3 separate regions of the Xenopus tropicalis genome follow, and regions 2 and 3 are each linked to region 1. The links are chromatin contacts, called in public Hi-C maps. All regions are on one chromosome and are shown on one strand. Each heading gives the region's core, a stretch centred on a gene start, on an enhancer-like site or on the middle of the called end of the contact. The rest is flanking DNA. Distances are from core to core; before and after follow the strand shown.

What was found. Hi-C and Micro-C count contacts between places; a contact is called where the count stands out from the background.
Region 2: a Hi-C map of neurula embryo shows a contact between it and region 1, with 2.9 times the contacts expected there. The contact joins the enhancer-like site here to the promoter of efnb1 in region 1. A contact is called at or near these places in 2 of 5 Hi-C or Micro-C datasets (gastrula embryo and neurula embryo).
Region 3: a contact with region 1 is called in a Hi-C map of neurula embryo, with 3 times the contacts expected there. The contact joins the enhancer-like site here to the promoter of efnb1 in region 1. A contact is called at or near these places in 2 of 5 Hi-C or Micro-C datasets (brain and neurula embryo).

The regions. Positions count from the first base shown.
Region 1 is chr8:43,379,900-43,383,213 of UCB_Xtro_10.0, forward strand. efnb1 (ephrin-B1) reads right to left here and starts at 1,561. Exons shown (of 5, transcript XM_002934895.5): 1 at 1,073-1,561. The coding sequence starts at 1,179.
Region 2 is chr8:42,880,211-42,883,524 of UCB_Xtro_10.0, forward strand. No RefSeq gene overlaps it. Among named protein-coding and RNA genes, the nearest start is that of efnb1, 500 kb to the right of the region's middle. Within about 2 kb of position 1,606, at least 3 of the 11 cell types and tissues checked have an H3K27ac peak or open chromatin away from gene starts, as enhancers often do. A contact at or near this core is called in neurula embryo, where this site is marked.
Region 3 is chr8:42,930,584-42,933,897 of UCB_Xtro_10.0, forward strand. No RefSeq gene overlaps it. Among named protein-coding and RNA genes, the nearest start is that of efnb1, 450 kb to the right of the region's middle. Within about 2 kb of position 1,603, at least 2 of the 11 cell types and tissues checked have an H3K27ac peak or open chromatin away from gene starts, as enhancers often do. A contact at or near this core is called in neurula embryo, where this site is marked.

The sequences.
Region 1 (3,314 bases), core at 311-2,810:
AGAGTTCTGAAAGCGCACACTGGGCTTGGTAATGGACTGCCAAGGGTATAGAAGGGTTTGCAAAAGCAAGGGGCATTGTATGGTTTCTCAAGGAGGAACGGGCAAGATAAGAGATGTAATGGAAGATAATAACTAGTAATAAGAAGGGCCTATACACACAGGCTGAAGAGAGCAGACTGTGCAGCCAGCCGTCCCCCTAAGAGGCTGTTTCGCTGCAACTCCCAGCAGCCCCTTATAGTGAAGGTTAGACAGATTCAGCCATAGCCCCTTGAGAACGATGGAAGCTGTATTTCCACAAGGCCTTATCCCCACTACAGATTGACTCGCTAGATCCCATTTACTTCTATGACTGTTTCACTGGTCAGTTCACAGTGGGGCTTAACTAGAAAGGAATCAGTCCCAGCCACCAGTGGGGGGAACAAGGGGCCACAGTGAAACACCAATAAGCAGTGAACAATGCCTTCTATCCAAAGTTTAAAGAGACCCTAAAAATTGATTTTTTTTGCTTTGGGGCCCAGTAAGTCCCAGTTACGCTGCTGGTTCCCCCTATGCAGGTGACAAGAGTTGAAGAACACAGAGAACTTGTGAGCGCTAAGGGAACATTGGGGCAGTTGCACTGTCCTTCTGAGTTGCACGGAAATCGCAATAAAGCTGCAGGCAGCTGCGACTAACCAGCCAGACTTTCCATACATCTCAAACAAAATCCAAGATCAGCCCTAGGCACAGGGTGCATGGCAGGAGGATCAGTCGGATGCGATTTCCATGCCACTGGAATCAGACAGGCACAATATTCTGAATAATAGCTGTAGTGTGAACAAGGCTTACAGGGAATTTACAGCAGATATGACCAACCAGACTCCTGTTGTTGCTTTACTACAACTCCCAGCATCCCCTGGCAAGCCTTTGGGTGTTAGGGGTGCTGCAGCGTACAGACAGCTGAAGGGCCCTCCACCAGGGAGGGGGCATAAAGAGAAAACTCATGTGGAAATACAACTCCCAGCATCCTCAGCCAACCTAAGTGAGTTGATCGCAGAGCCCTGGAGACCCAGGGCAGGTTAGAGGCGCCCCTTACCGCGGGTTCTGGGAGTGCCATGTCACCGGCTCCAAGTTCTTTCCCAGCGCCGAGCAGAGCCGGTAGAGAACGAGCAGAAGCCCGAGAAGCTGCCGGAGCCCCTCCATCCGCACAGGTGGCTCAACGTGGATCCGAAACTTCCCCTCAGCTGTAAAATCCGATCCGGGCCCGGAGAGAACTCCCTTAGGTATCCGCACTTCCCATCCCCTGGCTCCGAAACGAGCTTTGTACTATCCGCCTTACTCCCGGGAGCTCCTCACGGCTCCATTCCGTGCCCGGGACTTTTCCTTAATGTTATTCCCTGTCACACGGCTCCGGCGCTTTACCGAGTCCCAACTCACACAGACACACACTGTAAGGTCCTAGCGAGCCCAGCGCGTCCCAGCGATCCCAGAATGACAGGAGCCAAGTGCAGCAAGTCCTTTCCTTTCCAGCCTCCCGGCTCAGACTGAGGCACAGAGCTCCAGCAACTCTCTCCAACTCCCGCCCCTATTAGGCGTTCCCTCCATTTCTATATTATGGGCCAATCAGAGCGCAGTAGTTGGGGGCTAGCAGCGAGGCCACGCCTTATTAGGTTGTATCAGGGCGTGATTGGAGCGGGAAGAACCTCCCCCTAAAAGCGCCCGCTGAGGAGTTGTAGGTAGCGAAGTGCCAGTTTGCTTGTGAGAAACTCTAATGTTCCGGGCTTGAGGTTGTGGCGCACTCAGCGTCTTGTTGCGTACGCTTTTCTCTAGGGTGAGATAGTATCATTAGGGACGGCGATAGTCTATGGGCTCTGAGGGATTGCTGCCTATTCTTTATTAGTATTACTAATCTCTATAGGTAGTGCGTACATCGACGGAATTCAGCGCAGCCTGCCCCAGTGCATCTAACGTAATCGCTGACAAGCCAAGGAGATGCTCATGTCCTGCCCTGGGCACGGACAATGGCTGAGCACCTGAAGGGCAGCAGTTTGGGAAAATGAAATAACATGCCACATTAGCGTATTCCTCTTCCTTTACCGTGTGGGCACATGTGACTGGCCAATGCCAGGGGGGCTACTGTAGGCTGCCATAGAGGGTCACTGTTTGGGGACTTGAAATGCACCGCAAGGGCCTGTTAGGAACCTCAGTCCGGACTTGCCCGGGAGTCCCATGCATTACAATACTAACAGTATATTACTCATGCCATTAGCTTTATTGCCATTTCCTCAGTAGCCGTGTTCTTGCCTGGCCCCTTCTCTCCCAGGCCCCTGCACAGAGGAAGAGCCTTTCAACCCTGTGTAAACTTGTTGGTTGAGCTCCTTGTCATTCCACACCCTAATCAGGCAGCCAGGGATCCCTCTCAGGTATCTCCTCACCTTTCCCAGGAAACCTGAATCCTTACAGCAGTTAATGGCAATAATTATAGTGGCTGCACTTCTACATCCTGTGAATGTGGCAGTAATAACTCCCCTGGCCTCCCTCCTGTTCCCATACTCCTTGGCCAGGTCACTGTGACTAGAAAATCAGAGCATGGCTTTCCATATATGATACCCAATGGGTGGGCCAGAGAAAGTCATGGGATGCCATAACAATAAGCCGACCACTCTATAAACTTGCCAGAATTCCACTAGATAACAGTGGGTAGCAGTAATCAGCTTCTTTATACAACAGATACTAATGTCTTTTTGCAGCTTGGTGACCCCAATAAAACAGGTCGTGCACCCTATATATTTTTGGAGTTTTGTTGGGGGGGGTGGATTTCCCATATGTATGCCTTAGAATCTGCAGCAACGCAATTCCCGCTAGGTGAGGTCTGAATCTCCCTGGTAAATAATGACACGTTTATAGGCGTATTAAAGGCTTCCTTGATTTTGAGGTCACATTAGAGGGATTAAAAGATGCCCGGGTGACTGTTTTATGCCTCTGATTTATAAGCTCACATCCAGGTGCCGGGACTTGCTAGGGATTGTGTTTGTGTGGTTTCCTTGCAGTGAAAGTATTTTTATTGCAAACAGACAGAAGGTTCCCCCTGTACATTGATCTCCTTTATTCCACCCAAAAAATGTGGAATATTCCTTAATCTTCTGTGTGTCCTTTAAATAGAATGGAAAACAAGAGGGCATTGGCCTAAATATTAATTCATTTATATATTTGCATGTATTTAAAATAAGGCAACACCCTTGAAGTGGTTGGATGCTCTGCCATAAAGCAGATACAGTTTGGTATGTTTTATGTCTCTTTAAAGTGCATGCAGGGGCATAACAGGAGGCCCAGGAGTG
Region 2 (3,314 bases), core at 356-2,855, 500 kb before region 1:
AAATCAGACATGGAACCCGCTGAGTAATTCAGCTATTCTGTCTTTTAAGGATGCTATTGCAGTCATAAAGATAAGGTACATTTTCCCAGATGACACATTAATGGAATGACAGCAAGGAAAAAAAAAAAAAGCTATTGAAACACATGGCAGAATGAGCTCCTCTCTTGGGCAAATCCCATGGTGGCACATCCAAGACATTATATCACCAAAGCCAAAAGAAATGACGTTCTGGAGGTGCTGAAATCTACAAGTCGCTGGCTGCCTCTAGCCTACACTTTCCCTCTGCCCCTGTCTGCACATTGGGAACAACATTCTATGTGAAACTGTCAAGACATACTATACCCTAGTTATAAGAAGGGATTCTTTTTCATTTATTTCCCCTTGAACAAAGTAATGTATGAGATCATTATTGTACACCCGAACATTCCTCCTGTACACAATTACATGAATAAATGTGTGCTGTCATATTGATTGTAGAACAATGGCAAGAGCAGCGCCAATTTATGACTCTCCTAGTTGGTGCTGTTGCAGTGATTTCTTTGCGGTATGTCTTGGCAAAATACATTGTAATACATAGGAACCATAAATTTCCTGTGAAATACTTCCTTCTAATACACAAGAGCCATACATATCACAGAGCTCAATAATAATCCCACAGCAGCAAAGGGAAGAAGGACATGAGGATTTGATTGACTAAGGGTGTTCCTGGGTAAGGGACTGGGTGGGGGGGCCTGGAAGTTAGTTTACCAGATCTTCCTAACTGGCAGCAGGACCAGGAGCAGCACAGTTTGTAGCTTGCATGGTGTGTAGGTCATCAGTAAGGTTAGTGCAATCTGTCCATCTGTCCTAGATGTGAGCACATGGTATGGATGCGCTGAATCAGATTGGCTGTACAGGGGCTGATACTGTATGGTACTGGACCGATCCTCCCTCAGGCTGGATGGATGGATAGATACAGTACTCTTGTACTATTGTTCTGCTTGTTTGGACATACAGCACCATGAGCTGGCCAATGTGCTGCATCGATAGACCTGCCTTATTGACTAACCAACCAATATCCCCATGTCAGGATCACCCAACACTCAGTATGCATAACACAATTATAATAAACCTACCCGTGTTGCCAGTTTAATTGTTTAACAAAACCAAATCAGAACTATTAAAGTTCTAGCTATGAACAGGACATTTAAATATGTACCTATTTGTTTCTGTATTCGGTGGGATATTTTGAGGCAGATTAGGTCTTCAGCTGAATACAAAAACAATGGATTTGGAGCACCCCTTGTTTCTGTTAAGCTATACTCTTATGGCTATTCAGGGAAGTGAATGAAAAGTAGCCACCACTCAGAAATACAGGGAGTTTAGACCTTAAACATGATGGCTTTATTTAGAGAGTAGTCTATATTTCTTGCCTTTTGTCCCGTGGCTTACTAATAAATAAAGGTTCCTAAGCAGCAGGCTGCAGGTCAGGTTAAATGCCTTTGTGGAGCAGCAATGGGCCAGTTTGCCTTGAGAATCTTAATGCTTTTTGGTATTGTCCGACTAATGGGATTTAACCTTAGGTTTGCCCCTGGGGACATTAGTAAATGCCAGTGTGTGTCCTTAGTGAGACTTTCATCTCTTTGCCTGCATTCAGTGGTATGGTAACTCCCACTCTCTCTTCTCGTCTGATCCCATTTGACCTCTGCCGCTTACTCTATTAAGGTGTCAGTCTTGAGTGACTTTTTAAAGGGGCAGTTTAACTTTAAGGTCAAACAAGTGATTTTTTTTCCCAGAATCCAATCACCGCCGAAGTATGATATTTTATTCGAAACCACTAAAATGGTGTGTATTTACAGAAGGACAATAAACTGCAGCGAAGCTGATCGGTTACTTGTCTTTGTGTTTAACTAATGATGACACTGTAATTACTTTGTAATTGCTTTGTAAACAAAAGAACAAGGCTGAACTAACAATGGGGATGAGTCAATAATCTCCTTCGGCGGTATGGTTAAACATTAAAGTCTCTGTTTATAGGTAACAAGGTTTTTTTAAAAAATTTCTGATTATTTTTTCCTAATGTTTTGTTTTCTACTGTCCTTATTTAACTTTTGTCCCAGGCAAGTCAAGTTCCTTTAATTAGTTCAATGCTGCTGTCTCTTCTTAATTCATTAAGTCTTAAATAATAGTGCTTGCCTATTTTTTGTTAGCTATTTAAAAAGCAACATGTGTAGTATTTATAAATAGGGCTGACCTAGCATTTATTCCCCCATATGTAATAAAAGGCACTAAGTTTTCCCAGTAGCAGTAACCCATAGCAACCAATAAAATGTTTAATTTTAAACAGGTAATTAGTAAATTCTACCTGCTGATAAGCAAACTTAGTGTCTTTTATTACATAACCCCATTGTTTTTTAAAGAGACAGGACACTCTCCATAGAGCTAAACTAAACAATATACCTTATGGTTATTAAGGGGTCTTTTATCAACACTGGGCAAATATGCACCCATGGCAACCAATCAAATTGTTGAATTCATTGTTCTATTTGCAGTCGGCTGAAAATAGCAAATCACTGATTGGCTACTATGGGTTACTTGCCACAGGCAAATTTGCCCAGTGTTAGTAAATAAGCCCCTAGTGTAGCGACACTGTAATTAGGCCCATGGGAATTGCCAAAGAATGTGACAGACCCTGCTTATCGATACATGCAAATATGGCTTTTTACTGTTGACTAGTAATGAGCAACATTTTTCGGCAGGTATGGATTTGTGCTGAAAAATAGAAATTGAAGCGGAGCACCGGGTAGCAAGTTCAATAAAAACATATATCTATTTAATTGCTTTAAAAACATGAAAAGAGCATCCTCACCCATACAGCTTGACGCGTTTCATGGCTAGCATGCCACTTCCTCAGAAGCTGAGTTTACAGCCCAAACCACCACCAGTACTTATTCACTTAACCCCGTAAGGGAACACGCCCACATATCAACCATTAACCCCATGAATACCTAAAACCAAAGTATACATGATTAAAAACATATAAACAACCAAAAATTATGGGAAATATAAAGAAAAGCACATTACTCCCCCTAGCCCAAAACTATCAACGTAGAAATAACCATATGACAAAAAAGAATATAGAAAAATAATTACAATAAAAAAGTAGATATATATAATAATACAATGAAACAATATATATTGCTTATGGTAGTCACAAAGTTGCATTATTACAATACATTGTAAAAAAGGGGGGTGAAGTGTTAGTAGGCCAATGTCGCACTAAGCCCAATAGTACATAGGCATATAGCATATATTACGTAACGCACAAAAAGTAT
Region 3 (3,314 bases), core at 353-2,852, 450 kb before region 1:
ATGGCTATCTTTTATTTCTGCACTAATTAACTATCTATTGAAAATTAACTTTTCAATAGATAGAAAAGGACCCCTAGGACCCTGTTTTGTGGCACATTTTACTGTTACCGCTTTAAAAAAATAAAAAAAATAGGTCCTTCTGTAGGAATTAAAGCAACTCAGGCTCTGCTTGAAATTGTCCAAAAATATCAGCATGTTTTGGAGGTCAGTGTGGGCCATGAATATGAATTAGTCTAGTATATAGCAAAATATTGTTTAATCCGCTTTCATTGCCTGAGGTATGGATAAAATGGATTGTATTAGATGGGAGAAAAGTAAAGAGGGACTTGAGTTAAAAATCTGTGCCTTTTCTAAATTTTAATACATTTAAAAGTACCATATAATTCAAACTTGCCCGCTGTGCTCCAGTGCCTGAGTCCTGCCGGTATCTGAGCAGAGCTTTGCCGGATGTTGATAGGTCTGTTCTATGCACATAGTCCTTACCCACCAAATGTACTTAGGCCCCTAATGTGATCTCATTGTTGACCTGTGGGCACGCATTAGGACTAGCCTCATTTGGCACACCACCTGGGAGGCAAAATGTATCAAAGATCCTCTTGTATAAAAAAAATCCCCAATGGAGCAGATCATAAAGAATGAAGAGAGAGCTGAGAAAATGGCAAGAATTTATATAAATGTTGCCCAACTTGAGAATTGACAAGAAAAATAAAACTATTGCTCAACTTGCTGTTGTTCTAGTGTTTTTTGAATTACAACTCCCTACACCAGTGATCCCCAACCAGCGGCTCATCAGCAACATGTTACTAACCAACCCCTTGGATGTTGCTCCCAGTGGCCTCAAAGTAGGTGCTTATTTTTGAATTCCTGGCTTTTGGGCAAGTTTTGGTTGCATACAAAACAGGTGTACTGCCAAACAGAGCCTCCTGTAGGCTGCCAGTCCATATAGGGGTTGCCAAATAGCAAAAACAGTCCTTATTTGGTACCCCCAGGAACATGTTTTATGGTTGTGTTGCTCCCCTAGTCTTTTTACATATGAATGTTGTTCACTGGTAAAAAAGGTTGGGGATCTCTACCCTACACCCTCCCATACATACAGGGCCATAGGTCAGACAGTCCTATTCTAAAAAAATGGGGCCCTAGGTCCCGCTACCCACCAAAAAAGTTCTGACTTGAGAGACCGGTATGATATGCATAACTATATAATGTGTATAAAGACGCATTAAACAGGACATAGCATGAACTACTAGGATCAGAAACATGGTAGGGTACTGAAGAAACTGAAGTTGCATGGATGTAATGATGTAATGTACTGGCCTGTGATGAATTATGGGAAGCAATTACACTAAGCTGTAGGAAGTATTATATACAAAACTGTGTTTGACGTCTATAAAGGCCCAAGATCTGAGCTGCCAAAAACTCACATAAAATATTTCTGAGGGGACCAGAAAGAATGACGCGGTTGACGCAGGCGGTGGAGGACAGGATGCGAATGCCATGCTGTGCACTGTTAATTTAGTCAGCTGAGAACATGAGCCCCCTGCTGTCACTGTCTCTTCTCTGCTTTCATACGGCAAAAACTCCATTGAAGCCTCCAAGCAAGCAAGTTCCGTTCCCTGCTCCCTGCGGTGCCTGCTGTAGTCTGTGCTAGTGTATCACTTTTATCTGCCCAGCTCATGCCAGACGGATTCCTTCGTCTCTCTGACTCCCCCTGCATGTCACCAATCTCTTCTCTGCTCCTTTCTCTTTGCAGTTACCTAAAGTGCAGCAATATCGAGAATTTCTATGGAAACTTGCAGTCCAGGACTGTGATGCGCCGGGATTCAGTCTGTTATTCTACTGAATCAAATCCAAACCTTTCAAATCTTGTAAATGTAAAGGTCTGGGCTATTTTGTTCACAGATGATTCCATTTACCACCTTTCTGGCATAGATCCAGGTGGGAGGCGGAGACACTGTCAGTGGGTGGGGCATGATGTCACCAGATGGGACTATGATGTGGAGATCAGCACCTCATCTGACCCGGACAGCCCTTCCGAAAACCCGGGTCAAAACCAGACAGGTGGCAACCCTACAACTGTTTTTAACGTGTATATACCAAATAAGGATTTGGCCTTGGCTTTTGGAGAGGTTTCAGATTCCTCCAAATTAAAAAATGCTGGATTTGGTGCATCCCTAATTAAGACTGGGGATATCATCTGCCATTCATAAGGCTTAAAGGAGAACTAAAGAAGTAGGGCAGAAATGTACATTATGGTTTGGACTTCTGTACCAGCCCCATGTCAGCCACAGCACTTTAGCATTGAAGACCTGTGACTCCAAAGATGACCCACAGGCCATATTGCTGGTTATTTGGAAAGTTTAGCCACTATGGGTATGGGACCTGGGGTTTTCCGGATAAGGGGTCTTTCCTTAATTTGCATCTCCATACATTAAGTCTATTTAAAAACCACTTAAACAATAAGGATGAATTATATCTTAGTGGATCAAGTACAAGGTACTGTCTTATTATTTAAGCAATAGGACCTGTTACCCAGAATGCCTGAAACCTGGGGTTTTCTGTAAAAGGGGTAGTGATGAACAAAATTTTTCACCTGGCATGGTTTGCGACAAATTTCCACGTTTCGCCATTGGCAGATTTTTTCGTGAAATGGGGGCAAAAATTGGCCGTGTGACGAAAAAAGCAGCGCACGTAAAAGAAATTGCTCATTTGCCACATTTCACAAATTTTTCACCAATTTGGGAATTTTTTCAAAGTTTTTCAAATTTTTAGGTGAAGCAAAATGGGACAGATATGCTCATCACAAAAAAGGGGTCTTTCCGTAATTTAGATCTCTATAGCTTAAGCCTAATGAAAAATCATTTAAACTATAATTAAGCCCAGTAGGATTGTTTTGCCTCCAATAAGAATGAATTATATCTTAGTTGGGATCAAGTTCAAGGTACTGTTTTATTATAGAGAAAAGGGGAATTATTTGTAAACATTTAATTATTTGCTTATAATGGAGTCTATGGGAGATGGTCTTCCTGTAATTTAGAGTTTTCTGGATAACAGGTTTCAGGATAACAGATTTCATGTATATAAAAATGTGGGGAAATTCTGTTTCAGGTTAGTCCATGAACCCCTACCTGCAGCTATAGTAGTTAGTGGTTAGCCTAGGTTTCCTGCATAGCCTAGCAATGAATGGGCCCTATACACAGGACAGGGATCATACAGCGCTGTAGCAGACATCCTACTTAGCCTACTATCTCTGCTAGAATTGCCTCACAGTGTGAATGGGCCCTATACACAGGACAGGGATCATGCAGCGCTGTAGC